6 separate regions of the Sus scrofa genome follow, and regions 2, 3, 4, 5 and 6 are each linked to region 1. A link is a contact called in public HiChIP or PLAC-seq data. All regions are on one chromosome and are shown on one strand. Each heading gives the region's core, a stretch centred on a gene start, on an enhancer-like site or on the middle of the called end of the contact. The rest is flanking DNA. Distances are from core to core; before and after follow the strand shown.

What was found. HiChIP or PLAC-seq counts read pairs in DNA pulled down with a chosen protein or histone mark.
Region 2: a contact with region 1 is called in an H3K27ac HiChIP or PLAC-seq map of alveolar macrophages. The contact joins two enhancer-like sites. A contact is called at or near these places in 1 of 47 Hi-C or Micro-C datasets (embryonic fibroblasts) and 2 of 2 datasets of contacts at active chromatin or transcription factors (alveolar macrophages and skeletal muscle).
Region 3: a contact with region 1 is called in an H3K27ac HiChIP or PLAC-seq map of alveolar macrophages. The contact joins two enhancer-like sites. A contact is called at or near these places in 1 of 47 Hi-C or Micro-C datasets (embryonic fibroblasts) and 1 of 2 datasets of contacts at active chromatin or transcription factors (alveolar macrophages).
Region 4: a contact with region 1 is called in an H3K27ac HiChIP or PLAC-seq map of alveolar macrophages. The contact joins two enhancer-like sites. A contact is called at or near these places in 1 of 47 Hi-C or Micro-C datasets (embryonic fibroblasts) and 1 of 2 datasets of contacts at active chromatin or transcription factors (alveolar macrophages).
Region 5: a contact with region 1 is called in an H3K27ac HiChIP or PLAC-seq map of alveolar macrophages. The contact joins the promoter of SMAD7 here to the enhancer-like site in region 1. A contact is called at or near these places in 1 of 5 promoter capture datasets (liver), 3 of 47 Hi-C or Micro-C datasets (embryonic fibroblasts, fetal heart ventricle and liver) and 2 of 2 datasets of contacts at active chromatin or transcription factors (alveolar macrophages and skeletal muscle).
Region 6: an H3K27ac HiChIP or PLAC-seq map of alveolar macrophages shows a contact between it and region 1. The contact joins two enhancer-like sites. A contact is called at or near these places in 1 of 47 Hi-C or Micro-C datasets (embryonic fibroblasts) and 2 of 2 datasets of contacts at active chromatin or transcription factors (alveolar macrophages and skeletal muscle).

The regions. Positions count from the first base shown.
Region 1 is chr1:98,804,369-98,807,240 of Sscrofa11.1, forward strand. The region is part of intron 13 of DYM (dymeclin); the gene reads right to left. Among named protein-coding and RNA genes, the nearest start is that of DYM, 220 kb to the right of the region's middle. Within about 2 kb of position 1,288, at least 2 of the 83 cell types and tissues checked have an H3K27ac peak or open chromatin away from gene starts, as enhancers often do. A contact at or near this core is called in alveolar macrophages, where this site is marked.
Region 2 is chr1:98,374,504-98,377,218 of Sscrofa11.1, forward strand. The region is part of intron 9 of CTIF (CBP80/20-dependent translation initiation factor); the gene reads left to right. Among named protein-coding and RNA genes, the nearest start is that of TRNAD-GUC, 150 kb to the left of the region's middle. Within about 2 kb of position 1,293, at least 51 of the 83 cell types and tissues checked have an H3K27ac peak or open chromatin away from gene starts, as enhancers often do. A contact at or near this core is called in alveolar macrophages, where this site is marked.
Region 3 is chr1:98,410,280-98,413,161 of Sscrofa11.1, forward strand. All of the region lies in intron 10 of CTIF (CBP80/20-dependent translation initiation factor), which reads left to right. Among named protein-coding and RNA genes, the nearest start is that of SMAD7, 130 kb to the right of the region's middle. Within about 2 kb of position 1,327, at least 1 of the 83 cell types and tissues checked has an H3K27ac peak or open chromatin away from gene starts, as enhancers often do. A contact at or near this core is called in alveolar macrophages, where this site is marked.
Region 4 is chr1:98,514,537-98,517,412 of Sscrofa11.1, forward strand. SMAD7 (SMAD family member 7) reads right to left here. Exons shown (of 4, transcript NM_001244175.1): 4 at 1-284. Among named protein-coding and RNA genes, the nearest start is that of SMAD7, 26 kb to the right of the region's middle. Within about 2 kb of position 1,460, at least 37 of the 83 cell types and tissues checked have an H3K27ac peak or open chromatin away from gene starts, as enhancers often do. A contact at or near this core is called in alveolar macrophages, where this site is marked.
Region 5 is chr1:98,540,973-98,543,672 of Sscrofa11.1, forward strand. SMAD7 (SMAD family member 7) reads right to left here and starts at 1,343. Exons shown (of 4, transcript NM_001244175.1): 1 at 731-1,343. The coding sequence starts at 1,343.
Region 6 is chr1:98,433,362-98,436,141 of Sscrofa11.1, forward strand. The region is part of intron 10 of CTIF (CBP80/20-dependent translation initiation factor); the gene reads left to right. Among named protein-coding and RNA genes, the nearest start is that of SMAD7, 110 kb to the right of the region's middle. Within about 2 kb of position 1,405, at least 35 of the 83 cell types and tissues checked have an H3K27ac peak or open chromatin away from gene starts, as enhancers often do. A contact at or near this core is called in alveolar macrophages, where this site is marked.

The DNA of each region.
Region 1 (2,872 bases), core at 38-2,537:
TGACAATGCTGAGCCACAAAAGAACTCCCAATGCTGTAATTTTGGAACATGATGGCTTATTTAAAACAACAATGAATTAAAATTCAAAGCTGAAACAGGATGGCACCAGAAAGATATTTTTAATGATAACATATCTAAAAATAATAAAATGAAAACTAAACTCACCTCAGAAAAATATTTGAATAACAAATATTAATAGGCAAGGAAATAACTACTGCATTTATACAAGTATAAGTCATCAGAAGAAACACCATTTGATTATGTAAGAGGGAAAATCAGCTTCTCTAAATATACAAAAACAGAGAATGCACTCCCCAGAACCAGATTAGGAATAACACGATAATACATATAGCTTCATTATGCAAAAGAATGCAACACGTATTGGGAAAGTTAGTTCTATGGTTTTGGTTATGGGGAGGCATGTTAAATTTCCACATGCTATAAACAAATAAGGCCACATTACCCTATGAGAAGACTACTTAGTCTTTTTAATTCTTTTTTTTTTTTGTCTTTGTAGGGCCACACCCATGGTATATGAAGGTTCCCAGGCTAGGGGTCTAATCAGGAGCTGCTGCTGCCAGCCTATGCCAGAGCCACAGCAATGCCAGATCCGAGCAGCATCTGCAAACTACACCACAGCTCACCGCAACACCGGATCCTTAACCCACTGAGCGAGGCCAAGGTTTGAACCAGCAACCTCATAGTTCCTAGTCAGATTCATTTCTGACTCATACAGGTATATACATTCCTCAGTACATAGAGAGCAGTGATTTAAGCCCCATGCCAACAAATTCAAATCCAAGAATACAAATACACCAGGGCTGAGTTAGTTAACAAAACAATAATTTTAAGAGTTCTTTTTACTGTTTGGGGTAATATTCCCATGACAGCAGAACAGAACCACTACCATCTTAGTTGTAAAAAGCAGTGCCAATTAAAGCCAAACTGACTTTGATCTCACTTAAGGAGAAGATGCGTACATGAGTTACATTCACAAATTTGCAACTGATGCCTCTTAGTTTTCATCATGGTTCTAGCTCAACTGGATCATCTTTCAGTGAAACCACAAGTTATTAATGTATATAGATTTGCTGTATAAACAGGTTCTATTATCATTATTAGATTCAAAAGAGGAAGGGAGGGACTAGAAAACCAGACAGCAAGAGTGAAATACAATTTCTTTAAACTATGGTAACAGGAAATACCACAAACTCTTATCATCATCACACCAAGAGTCATGCAAATTGGTAGCCTGGGTTGCATTTGCTGCTTAGTGCCAGGCACAGAAATCAAGGAAGTGGTTCTTGGAGTTCCCGTCGTGGCGCAATGGTTAATGAATCCGGCTAGGAACCATGAGGTTGCGCCTTTGATCCCTGGCCTTGCTCAGTGGGTTAAGGACCCGGCGTTGCCATGAGCTGTGGTGTAGCTCGCAGATGCAGCTCGGATCCCGCGTTGCTGTGGCTGTGGTGTAGGCCGGCGGCAACAGCTCCGATTTGACCCCAAGCCTGGGAACCTCCATATGCCCCAGGAGCGGCCCTAGAAAAGGCACAAAGACCAAAAAAAAAGAAAAAAAAAAAAAAAAAAAAAAAAGGAAGTGGTTCTTGAGCTCTTTTCTTTAAACTAGACTATCACAACATATCACCTCCATGTCTTGCCTGCTACAGTAATATACTGTTATTCAAAACAAGAAAATAGCAAGAATTACAAAGTCAACAGAACGTTGGGTTTTATGGACCTGTTAATCCACAATGATGCTCTCTACCTGACCAGTAAGAGCAATCCAGAGGCTACTTTACGATTTGCTAAACTATGAAAAATACTCCCCAAATATACTATTTTTACTGCATACTCAGAAGTAAAATTACCTGCAGCTACGTATGCACTGGTTTTAGATTAATTTGCCAACATTTCTTTTACTTTCTAATATTTTACAGAAATGATACTAAAATACTATTATATGTTGTTGCATCCCTATGTTCAAACATGCTTGGGGAAGTTTAGGGCTGAAGGACATTATATAAATCCTAAAAGGTGGACTCACTCCAACCAGACACAACCACTCTTTGCGCAGATTCCCAGTGTGGCCACAACCACTGTGTGCCATGATGTAGAGACCATACAATAAACTTCTACTGCCCTGAGCAATAGGGGACTGGAGCTTCCTACTGGCTTCTAGTGTGTGCTACTTGAGAATAAATGCACAAAGGAAAAGGATTAACTGAATCAACATCAGATACACCAAGAATAAACTTAAAATAACAAACATTTTAAAGTTTGTCTAAATGTCACCTGGATAAAAAAATGTACATACATGGATAGTAACTATAATTTTAAATCCCCCAGAAAGCTTCTGCTTGTTTATTCAGTTAGAAGGATGACACAATTGTTCATTAGAGGAGAAACGAGACCTTTAGTCACTCCTGGAAATTACATTCAGTTGCTAATTGCTCTTACTTTTTCTTCCCCCAGTGGTAAGTAAAATGTAAAATATATCCTTTGGGTTACCTTGAAAATCTGCCTATAAATGCTTGCTTTGTGAAAATGGGTTAAAAACCTTTTGAGAACAGCTTGAATCTACTATTACTCTGTGAAGAAAAAAGAAATCAAAACTATAGCAAAAATTAAGGCCAAACTTAGTCATCTGGGATACAACACTATGAAATTTAGGATTAGTAGCTTTGAATAACAGGAGGCACTGCATGTTTAGAGAGTAGAAACCAGACTAAATAGTACCTACAGAATTTACAGGAACAAGAAATACAGTTCTGTTTCTATAGTCTATGGTGTAATTTTGAAATTTAGCCAGTTGTATAAACTATCCCCAAGTGAAATTTTGAGTGGGCAGAGAAGTATAAGAATTTAAATACAAATA
Region 2 (2,715 bases), core at 43-2,542, 430 kb before region 1:
GAGTGGGCGCTTCTGATGCCCTGGGCACATGGGCATCTGTGAGTGCCCCTTTGTTGGCAGCTCCATGGTCAGGGGCAGTTTAAGTCTCCTATGACAGGCCCTGGCCACAGAGGAAGTGGATCATGTCTCAGATGAGGCTTCAAGCCTCTGTCACCTGTCTAAGCCAGAGGAAGGAGTGGCGGCATCTTCAACTAGTTGGTCCACTCCTCACTGCCCACCAAGCCTGAGAGGACAGGACATGAGGCCCGCAAAGTCAAAAGGAAGACAGAGCATGCACGCCTGCATGCTGTCTCATTTCTGACATTCTAAATTATTAAGAAGTGAGGACCCTGGGGTGTGAGCCGAGGCAGCCTGGTTGCTCAATCCCAAAGGAGCCCTTCTAAGGTTTCCCCGGCACCCAGCCCAGAGTGTCACTCCGGAGAAGGAGCCACACTGTGAAAAGCCTTCTTCCCTGCTGCTGCCATGCCTTGCCTTTTTTTTTTTTTTTTTTTTAAACTTCCCTTCCCCACCCCCAAGCTTGATTTATTATGACCCCTATGCATTTCAGCAGCTGTGGCTTCATTTCAGAATCTGGTTAAGTAGCCCAGAGTTCAAAACAGACAAAGTCGGAAGAGGGGCTGCGGGAAGGCGAGGGACACTTACTACAGCTCTTTCCCCTGTGCGCCTCTGTGGCCCGGGGTGCGTGCACATCCTCTCCCTGTAATCGTGGTGTGACCACGCAGACACTGTGGCTCTTCTGCCTTATAAAAGGGAAGTTCAAAAACATACTGTGCTGGTGCATTGCCCCGGGTGCCCCATTCCTCTCCCTCCAGCCCCGACAGAAGAGGCAGCCTGCTTGAGAGCTGGTTGGAATGAGAACCCCATGGGGGCAAGATGGCTGGAGGCTGACTGAGCTTAACAAGCACCTATAGAGCACCCGCTGTATACCTAGGGGGCAGAGCGCTGGGGTGGGGCTTCAGAGAAAGGAGTGTAGATGGTCTCAAGGCCCTGTCTCTCCCTGCCATCTGTCCCCAGGCCCCCACCTCTGTCAACCTACCCTTCCTGGCTGGCACAGCTTTGCTGTACTCAGACCAGACGAAGTATCTTTGTAAAGTACCCCATCCCTGTCTTCGAGGAGCTTCTGGCTTCGCCAGCCCCCTCCTTGCTGTCAGGCTCCCAAATGACCCCAGAGGGCTTGCTTGCAACAGTTTGTTCTCTGGACTTTGTGTTTTCCCCGTCGTCTGCCCTACCCTCCCAGCGCCTCCTGGCTCTGGCCCCAGCGCCAGCCCCTGTCTGTCCCTGCAAACACAAGTCAGCTGTGTGTGCAGACAAAGCCATGCGTCGCCGTGGGGGCCGGGCCTGCAGAAGGGACATTTCCAGGGAACTCTGGGGGCGGCGGCTGGGAGGGCAGAGGCGACTGTCTGATAGCAGGGACTCGGCGTCACTGTCTAGGGGACTTGGCCAGGCCCCAGGGGCCAGTGGCTGTGGGTGGTGACTGGGAGAGGCAGCCAGGCTGGAAGAAATCTGCTGTGTGAGAAGTGTAGGAAACGGGCTGGAGAGGAGAGATAACAGCCTGTTCTCTGTGTGTCTGCGTCTGCCGGCGAGGGTGGCTGGAGCCAGGCGGTCTGAGGCCGTATCTAGTGAGATTTTTGTCCTGGGTTGTGAAAGTGACCTATGGAGCCAGCAGCAGGGTTCAGGGCCTGGGAGAGAAGACGTGTGACCCTGCCCTCCCTCACCCTTGTCTTGTGTTCCTGTCAATGTTCCTCTGTCCCCTCTTGCCAGACAGTGGGAGAAGGGGAGGGGCGCGGCAAGAGGGGACATTCTTCGTACAGGGCACATGGTTAAGGCCTGGGTTTCGGTCTCGATTGTATCAGTGATTTGACCTATGAACTCAGATATATCCCCTAATCTCGCTGGCTCTTGGTCTCGTTGGCTCTAAAAGGGGGATTATTTATATCTACCCTGTGCATTGTGCGGGGTGGTTGGAAAGTTCTTATGAAATGAGGCTGTGAAGATAGTTTGTAAACTGTAAAGTGCCACCTAAACAGAAGGAGCTGTGATGGTTGGACTGGTGAATGCTGAGGCTGCCAAAGACAGAGCCGGGCTAGAGGAGCCTGGCGGGGGCAGCAGGAAGGAGCAGGGGCCCCAGGAGGTTCTGGGGCGGTGGTGGGTCATGGCCCCACCAAGAGTGGGCCCTGCGGGAATCGGACCTGGGGCAGGGAGGGAGGCCATGGAGGCTCTCTGGGATGTGGGTGTTGGTCTTGGGTTTATTGAGCAGAGTGTGGCCTGGCTTGGGTACACACGTCTCCCTTGGGAGACAGGAGAGCTTATGAGGCCCTCACCCATCAGGGGCTGAGGATGCTTGCCTGGCCTGGAGGATGAAGTCCCACGAGCTGTAGAGGAACAGAGGGAACTTTGCTTTCCTTCCTCAACTCCGCTGCCCATGGAGGCCAGGTCACCCCGTCCTCTTACCCGCTCCCCATCCAGACCCAGAAATCAGCCGTCTCTGGTGTGGAAAGTGTAAGAAGAAGCTGGCGGGCTGCTAGGCTGAGAGAAGCTGAGCTATTTAAAGCGTGCAGCGCCCGGGGGGCATGAGCGCCACCCACCCCCCAGGCCCTCTCAGGCATCTGGCTTTCTCTTCCTTGGCTGGATCCCAGGCCCCCAGGGCACCCAGAGGGCCACAGGTCAGATGCCAGGGGCTCTGGGAAGCTGCAGGCGGCAGCTCCTAGGGCTGGC
Region 3 (2,882 bases), core at 77-2,576, 390 kb before region 1:
GGGTAGACTTGAAGGGGCAAACGTGGAAGCTGTTGGGTCCAAGTGAGAGGCTGGTGGCTCAAAACAGTCATGAAAGAGGAGGGGGAAGGCCATGTGCCTTCCAGTTGTATCTTTGTGTTAGAACCAGCAGGACTTCTGACCAGAGATACAGAGAAGGGAGGGAGCGTTCGGGATCCTCCTTTACCAGCCTGCTGGCACCGTTTCCTGGGATGAGGAAGCTGGAAGCAGATAGAGTGGGAATGGCAACCAGGAGTTTGGGTGGCCTGTTTTCCATCCCCAGGGAGCTGTCCCTCTGCTGCTCCAATGGAATTGTCTGATGTGTCTGATGATCCAGAAGAGGTTGGCCCTAGCGACACAGGCTTGAGCGTTGGGTCAGCGTGTACCTGGTGTTGGGGACCAGATAGGGTGCGCTGGGGGAGTGGAGGAGAGAAGGCTGGAAAGAAGCCAGGAGGGCGCCAATGGTCACAGCGCTCCTCCCTCAGGGGCGGGGCCAGACCACCCCTCCCAGGTGCTGTCCCCTCCCACTTTCAGCAGCTGGTCCCAAGATGTCAGGAGGAGCGACCTCAGGGGAATCAAGGGGACCGGGACGGAGAAGTGGCCGGGGTTTGGCAACAAGGAGGTCAGGGACCCCATGGTGTCAGTGGAGTGAGCGCAAAAGCTACCTCGGCAGCGCTGGGGAGTCAGTGAAGGTGAGGAACCCCATGCAGACAAGCTTTTGGAGAAGTGTTTCCGTGAAAGACCCCAGGGAGAGGGAATTGTCAGCTAAAGGGGAGGTATGCCATCAAGAGCCATTTTTTGTGCTTCTGAAAGGAAGAAAAGAGAGCAATTCAAGAGAAGGGAGGGGGTGTTTGTAAATGTTTTTGAAGCATTTATCAGAAAATAGCTCGTTGTCTCCAGACCGCGTGGGTGCACATAAAAGCAGAGCACACAGACCTCTGCTGGGTGTTTCGTGACCCCCTAAGCCTCTGCTACGCCACATCGCCAAAGTTTCTTGACAACTGTACTTGATTTCAGACTTGTTTCTCAGCTGCAGACAATGGCCTCTTCCAAATTGATTTCACTCAAACTGGCCTCAGTGCAACTGCTGCACAGAGAGGCCATGGCTATGCTTTTTGCATCCCTTTGGGATGCTTTGAAGGCAGCCCTCTTGGAGGCAGGGGGCTGGCCCGGATGGCCTTCGGGGGTCCTCCCATCCTTGGGTGAGTTGCCCTGCGCCCCCGACAGCCCACCTCCAGGCAGGGAGCAGCACTGTTCTAGGGCAGTGACCTGGATCACCCCAACATGTTTCCTCTGTGTGATCTGGGCACCTCTTGGTGTTGTTGTCACCTGCTCCCCCAAGCAGGAAGCAGGGCCCCAGCTGAGCACTGGCCCTGGCTGTCAGGACACTTCTGACGCCACCTGAGGTAGTGCGAACCTTCTGGTGTGAAATCCGGAAGGTGCCAAGAGGTCTGCACAGGCCAGAAATAAGGAGCCTCCTCTGACTTGTTCGCTGCAGTAAACTCTTGGGACAGGGTCACACAGACACCCCCCCCCCACACCAGGCTGACAGTAAACCAGAAGAGTAACTAAATCATCAGTGGCTTTCATCATTTCGCAAAAGAGGAAACCACCATCCCGTGGGCCAAGCTATCTGCTTGAGGCCGCCTGGGGAGACCCCTGAATTCTTAGAGTCCATCTCTGCCTCCTGTACCTTATTACCTCATACACTCATAAGCAGGCCTGACCCCTGTCCCCAAAGCAGGTTGAGCCAGCTCTAGGAAGTTTCTACAAGCCATAGTCACTGCTGCTGCCTTTCTCCATGAGGGGCAAGTTTAGGCTCTTCCCCAGGGGGCCACGCAGATGGCTGACCCCAAATGTCCAGGGCCCGCCTTGCCCTGGGGTCCTCCCAACTCTCTGAACCACCCCCAGGCTGGCATCTCCAGCTGCCCACTAGGCACATCCCAAGTCAAGCCTGGAGCCCTCCCCCAGGATGTGCCTGTGGTGCCCCAAACCTTCCTGTTCAGTCCCCATCCTAATGTGGCCCAGCCTCAGCCCCAGGACACCCCAGTTGCTCCCCTGCAGCCAGGCGGGGACATCCCAGTTGCCTTTTCTCACCATCATAAGACGTCCACTCCATCCTCTGCTTTGGTACCACCCCCCATGGCATCCCCTGCTCCTCCTCCCTTGATGCCCCAGAGTCAAACAGAGACCCACCATCCATCTTGGTACCATCTTTGGAACAAGTCCAGGGGAAGATATAAAATCCTCAGTCTTGGGGACTTCTTGCTCATGGAGGTCACTTTCACTGCACCCAGGGCTCACTCAGACTGAGCATGTGCTTAGACCCTGAGCCCCTTCAGGCTGGAGGACACCCAGCTCTGAGATCCACCCTGCCCCAGAATGACTTCCCCGGGCATTTCCTTCCACACTCTGACCTAGTTGAATTAATGTTCTCTCGGTCACTCAGGCTTGAAATCTTGGACCCCATCCTTGGAGTCTCTGTCTTCCTGGCCCTGAAACACCTCCTCCCAGGCCCAGCTCAGGTCACCTCCTCTGGAGGTGCCCCTGTCCCCACCCCCAGCCAAGTACACCTCCGAGGGAGGCAGTGCATCCCATCCTTTTGACATCACCCTGTGGTATTTTTTAGTAATGACAATAGCATGCTGGAAGGCATTATCCAAAGCACTTCATGCCTTCATTTGTCTATTAACTCAAGTGACACCCTAAAGATTTTTCTCCCCATTTTCCAGAGAACAGAGAGGTCAGGCAGCTTGCTCACAGCCACACAGCTAGCGGGCAGCAGAGTTGATATCAGAATCCAAGTCTCCGTTCCTAACCACCTCACAAACAGAACGTGAGCTGCTCTTATTCTATTCTCATGCACACCCAGTGCCTGCTCAATG
Region 4 (2,876 bases), core at 210-2,709, 290 kb before region 1:
GATGAAGATGGGGTAACTGCTGCGGTTGTACACCCACACGCCATCCACTTCCCGCGTGAGCTGGATGCCACAGCCGATCTTGCTCCGCACTTTCTGCACCAGCTGACTCTTGTTGTCCGAATTGAGCTGTCCAAGGCAAAAGCCATTCCCCTGAGGTAGATCATAAAAGATATCCAGGGAGGGCTCCTGGACACAGTAGAGCCTCCCCACTCTCGTCTTCTCCTCCCAGTATGCCACCACGCACCAGTGTGACCGATCCCCAGGCTCCAGAAGAAGTTGGGAATCTAGAAGACAAAATGGCAGACATGGTGGGTGATGATGGGGACTGGCATTTTCCTCTTCCTCCCAAACCAAGATGACGTGCACATCCGCACTCCTGGGCCGCCAGGCCCACTGTTTCTCAGTGCAAGACAGAAAGAGATGATAGGGCACTGGATGTGCCACAGGCTGTACAGTTCCCCTATGGGGGGCTTGGAGATCTTAACCCAGTGATGGAAGAGCGGGGCCTCTAAAGCATGGGGGTCCCTGATCCCTCTGCTCCCCCGCATCCTATCAGGAACCCAGGACACCAACCCTACCAGTGGAAGCCCCATCCCTGCAGAATCAGAAGCCAGGACCACTTAGTAACTTAGTTGGAGGGCTTACTTTTAGGGCTGGGAGAGGCCTTCTAGACAGGTCTAAAATTATAGTCCTTTAAACTGGATGGAACCTTGCAGGCCAGCTGCTCCAGCCCCTTGTCATCCTCATGAGAAAACCTGGCCTCAGGAAGTCTGTTGCTCAGGCCCCAGGGATGACACAGCCAGACCTTGACCCCAGGACCACCTGCTAAACAGTCTCTGTGCTTGTCACCCAGTCCTCAGATCAATGCCTTGGTCATCAGGGAGCACTGTCTGGGGGAAACTTTAATGGAGGTGGCTTGGGATAAAAATACCTATCTTCCTAATAGAAAAACAACTCAGTGTGTCTGTCCCCGGCAGCTCTGTACACAAAGGGTGAGCTCCTGTCAACACGCCAAGTCACAACATGCAACTTGGTGTCAGCCCCGACTACCTCCGGCCCAGATGGAAGATTGTGTGTCTCAAGTGGGTACAACCATGCCTTTGGCGGGGGGGAACCCTCCTCCTCCTCCTCCCCCTCCCTCCCCAGAAGCATCTAGACTGGGTGTCCTCCCCCTCCTTCTTCTGTCCGCCCCTGGAGGCCCCACCCCGGCTTTCCTAGACGTGCTTTCTTCCCACGGCAGCCAGCAGGGGAGGCTGGGGTGAGTCTGCTAAGGTGATTTTTCCTGAACAGGCGCTTGGAGGTCTTTTAAAAGGGAGGATATATGGAAGCCAGGGGGCCCCGGCGGCTGGCATTCCGACTCTTCCTCAAGCTGGAGCCGGCGGGGTAGGCCTCAGACTGGGAGCCATAAATCTCCCGAGCCCAGCCGGGCTGCAGGAACGCTGCGGTTTGTGGTGGCAGGGCGGAGACCGGAAGTCTTGTATTTGTTAACAAAAATGGGGAAAGGCAGGGGAGAGCAGGGCCGGCGGCAGAGCCCTCCTCCCGCCCTCCCTGTAAGCTCCTGCTTCTCTGTTACTGGGGGGCTTGGGGTTGAAGGCAGGGGTTGGCGGGAGGTGTCTTTTGCTCTGTTAGGCCTTTTTGATTTTTGGAAGCGATGATGGGTTATATGGCACAGCGGCTGGGGGTTGGAGGAGGGCTCAGGCCCCGCATCCCGCCATCCCCGCAGGCCGGGGAGCCAGGGCAGCTCAGCATGCCAACTCCTTCCAACGTTTCTAGGCATGTTCGGGCCTGGGAGCCAAACCAGGCAGCTCCATTAACTTTTTTTTTTTTTTTTTTTTTTTTAAAGCAGCAGCCAGTCTTGCATGGAGGCATCCTATGTATGAATAAGTCTGTACAAATGTACTACCCATCGAGGCAGCCACCAACACCCACCCTGAGTGGCAATCCCCTAGACACCCCACCGGCTGGGACAGCTACAAAAATGGGGAAAGCTGAGGGGTCCTTCCTCCCCTCAACCCCAACCCCATGAAATATCAACACCAGAAACTTGGTCACCTGCGTCCCCCATGCATCTCTAAAGCTCAAGTGTGGGAGAGGCTGTGTCCATGAGCATAGTGTGAACGCACTTCGAGTGTGTGCTCTGTGTGTGTGTGTGTTTGCAAGCACACACCCGGGAACATATGGAAAAACGAGAGGGACCAGGGCTCCAAGCTGAAGGTGACTCGTCAGGCATTAACTTGTTTCTGCAAAGTATCCATCAACTGCTAATAAACTCGCGAGCGCTGGCAATCTTTGAACCCTCTTGCCGAGGGAGTTCAGCTCTGAAGGCTACACCAAAGACCCATAACATCCATGTAAATAAAAATGTCCTGGCAGCCAAGTTTGCTGAGGGAGGAGAAAGCCCTTACCTGCCTGCCTGTCTGAGCGGGGAGGGTGTTTGGAAATATAAGCTATCGCTTATGCTCCCAACTCGGGACAACAAATTGGCCTGGAAAGGAAGACTCGAGAGTTGCTGGGAGGAAGGTTCGGGAGACCCTTGGGGGAGCCTCACAATACTTTGTTTCATGGAGCTCCCCTGAAACCTGGCACCCGCTGGAGCAGGGAGGTGAGGCAGGGGGAGGGGGAGGAGGAGGACAGGGTCCTAGGGATCAAATTGCCCCGGTGCCAGGCCCACAGACAAGGGATGGGGGGCCTCTGTGGGCTGAGGAAGCTGGGCGGGGGCAGAGGATTGAGGTCGCCCAGCGGAGGGGAGGGGAAGGGGGGGGGCCTTCTGGCGGGTTTCTCTTTCATCTGTGCTGCCCGCCAGTCCACCCAGCAATTTGCTGCCAGACATCCCCTGGAAAAAGCCTTTTGCTGTTGAGGTTAATGGCCCAGCCCAG
Region 5 (2,700 bases), core at 93-2,592, 260 kb before region 1:
CCGTGTCGTCAGGGAGGGCTGGGGCCCGACCCTTCTGCAGTCAGGAACTGTGCTTTCCTGTGCAGGAAGAAAGGAAAAAGCAGAGGGCACCCAACTTCTCCTGACTGCTTGTCCTCTTCCACCCTGGGCTGGCAGAGTTGAGAGCAGATATCCAGCGCCGCCGCCCATCAAACTCTCTTCGCCCCAAAACACAAAGCTACTCCGGACAGGGCACTTTCCCAGCCACTTGTGCCCGACAGGACTCTCCTTATTTACTAAAGGAGCAGGCAGAGACGTTCCAGTCTTTACAACTGCTTCTCCCAGCCTTCCTTGGCGGGCTTGGACCGAATCCAACTCGGCCACACACCTCAACGCCTTTCCGGGTGCAGGGGAGGCGTGACCCCCCCTCCTCCCCCCCACACACTTCTCTCTGCACCCCTTGGTTGATCCGGAAATGAGAAATCTATCTAATTTTTAACCCCCGGTCTGTAGAGTGTGTGCATGAGCAGTGCCCAAAACCCCGCTAGGGGAAACAGAGGAGGAGAAAAAAACTGTAAGGGAACCCCCAGGGAATGCCTTTCCAGGTTCCCCCCAGTCCCTTCTCTACCTTTGTCCCTCTAGTCTTCTCCCAGGAGGGGATGTACTCTCCCCTCTGGCGAGACAGCTGCACAAACACACAGCCGAAGGGGGCTTTTCTTTCACTACTTGAGCGCCAAGGGGAGAGGTGGGTGGGCGCAGAACAACTTCTTACCTAGTTCGCAGAGTCGGCTAAGGTGATGGGGGTTGCAGCACACCAGCTCGGGGTTGATCTTCCCGTAAGATTCACAGCAACACAGCCTCTTGACTTCCGAGGAATGCCTGAGATCCGGCCACCTGAACACTTTGCACAGCAGGAGGGGGAGCGAGTAGGACGAGGGCGGCTGCGCGGGCTGTGAGCCGGCAGGCGCCCCCAGGCCCAGCCTGCAGTCCAGGCGGCCGGGCAGCAAGAGGCACGCCGTGCGCGTACCGCCGCGGGACTCCACGGCCTGGAGCAGCAGCTCCAGCTGCCGTTCCTTCAGTTTCTTAAGCACCGAGTGCGTGAGCGCCTTCAGATCCGCCTCGGCGCCCCCGGCCACGCCGGCGCCCGCGGCTGGGGGGTGGGGATGGTGGTGACCTTTGGCACCTCGCACCGCCTTGCCCAGGCAGCAGCCAGCCCTGCCTGCGCCGCCGCCACCGGCCCCATGTGCCCGGCCGTCCGTCGCCCCTTCTCCCCGCAGCTCGCCTCCTCCACCGCCTCCCCACGCGCCCTCCTCCTCGTCCTCGCCGCCGGGCGCACGGCTCCTCCAGAGACGCCGGACGAGCGCAGATCGTTTGGTCCTGAACATGCGGGGCGAGGAGGCGAGGAGAAAAGTCGTTTGCCGGCTAAGGAGCGAACATGACCTCCGCACACCATGAAGAAGTCGGGCGCCGAGTTGGGGCAGCAGGCGCAGGCGACAGCAGCAGCAGCAGGGGCCCGGGCAGGAGCGGCGGCGGCCCGAGGGGCGCTCCGTGGCATGCGCCAGTCTCCCGGAGGCCGGGGGGCGCGCGGGGGCCCGGAGGCGCCCGCCGGGGCTCGGGGGCCTGCGCTCCGGCTGCCCCACCCCGCGCGGCCCGAGCCGCGCGCTGCTCTCGGGCCCCGGCGCACCCCGGAGGAACGCGGCCGCCGCTTCCCTGGGGGCGGCGAAGCCTACCCCGGTCGGCGCCTCCCCAAAAAGAGGCCCCCCCGCAGCGGCTCCCGAGTGTCGGGCTCGCCAGCCTTGGCTTCCTACATGGAAGATCCGCGGGGGCAAAAAAAGAAAGGCGTTCGGCTGGGCTGCCGGAGGGAGGAAAAAGCCTCTTTTCCCCTTCCTAAGCAACTTAATTTGGGGGTGGGGAGAAGGAGGCAATTAAAAAAAAAAAAAAAAAGGCAGGCACGCGATTTATTTTTTTCTTCTATATCCTTAGTAACCGGATCTCCTTGAATTCCGTGCACACGAAGACTCGGGGGAGGGGGCCGAGTGGACTTCACCCCGCAGGAGATGTTTGGCGAAATAAGGAGGTTCTCTCAAAATCTAAGAACCAAATACGCAAAGCCCAAAATGAAAACCACCACCTCCTCGCACCCCGGAGGTCTGGGGGCGTCTGGCTGGAGCTGGGGTTTAAAAAAAGAAAATGTTTACAAAGTAGAACAAGACGTCTGAGGGGTGGAAAAAAGGTATCCACGAGTTACATTCCCCTTTTTCCTTGCAGAGCCCCACTGGTCTTCCTCTCCTTTTCTTCGGGGGAAAAAAAAAAAAAGCCGTGTATTTTTTTAATCCACAGAAAGCTTTGGCTAGGCTGTTTCAATCCTTCGCATCTGGGTGATTTGGAGGAGTCTCTGGTCTTTCCTCCTGAGCTCCCGGGGGCCCTAGTCCTCGGCGGGGACTTCCTCGGGGCTGGCGGGGGCGCAGGGGCAGAAGATGCTGCGGCGGCGGCTGCGCCCCGCGGGGCTGACAGCGCGGGGGAGGGCGGCGCGGCGGCCGCGGCGGGCCCCTGGCGGGTCGCGCGCTCTCGCCCTCCGCTCGCTAGCGCGGGGGCCGCCGGTGTCCCCTCCCCTGGGAGCCGGGGCTCCCCTTATGGGCTGCTCGCCCCGACAAGGCTGCGTCGGCTGGAGGCCCCGGTGTCCCTCACGCCGCCTTCTCCTCCGAGACTCTCCTCGTCGCGCCCGGGAGCCTCCTTGTCCCC
Region 6 (2,780 bases), core at 155-2,654, 370 kb before region 1:
GGCGGGTGGGCGGGCGGGCCGGGCACCCTTTACTACAGGCCCATTGCCCGGGAGTGCCCGCTCCTGCCTCGGCCTGTGTTATCCCAGGGGTCCCTGGGCCTGGGCTGCAGAACCTCGCCGATAAGGCCAGCCGGCTCTCGTGGTCATCTCGGGTGGGAGGGCAGGGTGACTCTCGGGGAAGGATTCCAGACTGTTTCCTTCTCAGTGGAGCTCCAACGCCCTTATCTCCTTTCCTGCCAGGCGGGACTCCTCACTAGTCGCACACAAAAGAAAACCCCACCCAAGACGTACAACCCCCCACAGGCTTGAACGGGGGGTGGGGTGGGGGGAGCTTACCTCTGGTTCCATTCAGGCCACTTGGTTATCAGTCAGGGGAGCAGTAAGTGCAGCTTGAGCTACTATTATATATTTGGTCCAGGAGGGGTGGAAGGGCAAGTTGAAGAGACAAGGACATCTGAAAAATGTAGCCACCTTGGAGGCTGGCTGAAAGCTTTTGGCCCTGTCAATCAATGGAGAGGTTTCTTGGAGGAAAAATAACCACAGCATGGAGGCGGGGGTGGGGGGGGGGCGTCAAGGCCAATCACAAGGTCCAGAGATGGGGGTGGTTATGGGCCCAAGTAGAACAAGGGCTGGGAGATGTAAGAATAAGTATGCCTCACTCAGCCCCTCACTTGAGCGTCTTGCAGGCATAAATCTTATTTCTAATTTATAGAACACAGGGATACAGGAATAATGGTTATGGGGATATGGAAAAGTGAAGCTGAACAGAAACAGACTCATGGACATGGAGGGGATGCGGGAGGGAGTAGGATGGACGGGGAGTTTGGAATTAGTAGATGCAAACTATTGCATTTAGCATGGATAAGCTGTGAGGTCCTGCTGTATAGCGCAGGGAACTATATCCAATCACTTGTGATAGAACATGATGGAATATAAGAAAAAGAATTCATATATATATATATATATATATATATATATATATATATATGATTGGGTCATCACTTTGCTGTACAGCAGAAACTGACAACATGGTAAATCAACTATAATTTTGAAAAAAATTAAAAAGAAAACGGAAGCTCAGAGCTATCAGCTGATTGCAGGGTTTACAAGGCTCGTCACTGAGAACTGAAAGTAAAGCCCAGGCCTTGCAGGTCCTGACATTGTCCCAGGCTCCCTGGGAGAAGAGCAATACTACCCTGGCGCCTTCAAACTTGCTGTAGAGCTGCACTTCCTGGAGGCAAGGAGCTGGCCTAGTTGACCTTCCAAGGTCTCATTCCAGCCCAGTGGCTGTGGGGCCCCCGATTCTATGGGCGAGTTGCTATGGGAACTATAACTTTGAATTTCCTGGCTCTGGGGCTGTGAAAATCACAACCTGAACCTTCCGTTGATGTGGGTTTCTCGATTAATTTCCTGTTTGATTGTTTACTTTAGAGAGCGGAAAATGCCTTTGCAGGCAGCTAGTTCCCTCCACCAGAGAAGCTTCTCACACCCTCCCCTGCCCCCACCAAAACCCACAAGGTCAAGTCCAGGCCTCAGGTGGGTGGAGGTTGAGGGAAGCCAAGGGCCAGGGGTCAGGGGAGGCCCCCCTAAGAGCAGATGACAATCTGGGCTGTCCTCCCCGCTCTGCCCTCTCCTTATGCTGGCCGGGGTCCCAGCCTGATGGGCACCAGGAGGGACCTATGAGTTCAGACTGACCTGGTGAGGGGTGTCTGCCCAATGCCTGAAGCCTCAGGGTACCCCCCGCCAGCTAGCCCACCCCCTCTCCTTGTCTCAGGGAGCCATACACACTGGGTCAGACACAACATGCTGTCATTCCTTCAGAGAGGCATCCAGAGGATGCTATCGTGGGGGGATGATGGTCCCAGGTGCCACCTGCTATCTCCGGGCCAAGCCCTCCTGGCTGGGCTCCCCCAGAGAAAGTTTGGAGAACAGCTGCTTTTCCATCTGCTTCTTCTTCATCTGCTCTGCCCAGGGCCCCGCCCCTCTAGCGGAGAGCGGTAGACCGTGCACCTCTTACCATAGTCCCATCCAGTTCCGGCTCCCATCCTAGGGAAGCAGTTCGCGCTGGCAGCCCCAGGTGAGGTCAAGTGAGGCCTTGCGGCAGGTGTCCTGACCTTCTGCCATGATAACCACCTCTCCCTGGGAGCAGGGGCATTTTGTCACCTTCAGAGCCCTTCTCTCTCCCTCATCTGCTAAGCTCCTCAGAGATGGACAGGAGCGCTTGGGTACCAAGAGGAGAGATGATACACCAGGCCAGAGATGTACTGTCTGGTCGGGTCGCAGAGGTGGGGGGCTGCCCTTGTCTTTAATATAGAAAGAGTATATTACAATATATGATTATTGATCACCTAGAATATATAATATATGACTATATTATAATATATGGTGATTATAGTGTCATCATCCAAGTCAGGGCACTTTGGAGAGCCAAAGGAGTGCCATTATCAGTGCCACTGGTGTAGTGGTATCATGCAAGATTCCCAAAGGAGTGCCATTACTAGTTATTTGGGGTGAACACTGTGACCATCCCAGGCACACCAGGTGTGCGGTCACCCCGCCTTTCGCTGACCTCTCCCCATTAACCTTGTGTATGTGGGACTTACTCATGGGGCAGCAGTTATGTCCTTTGCCTTTGGAGGCAGACGAGACCTGGGTTCCAAGCCGGTTTTCCATTACCCGTGTGCTCGTTGGACATTCATGTCACTCTCTGTGACTCCGTTTCTGCAACTCTAAAAGGAAGATAATGACAATGATATTTACCTCAGGTAAACCAGCATAAG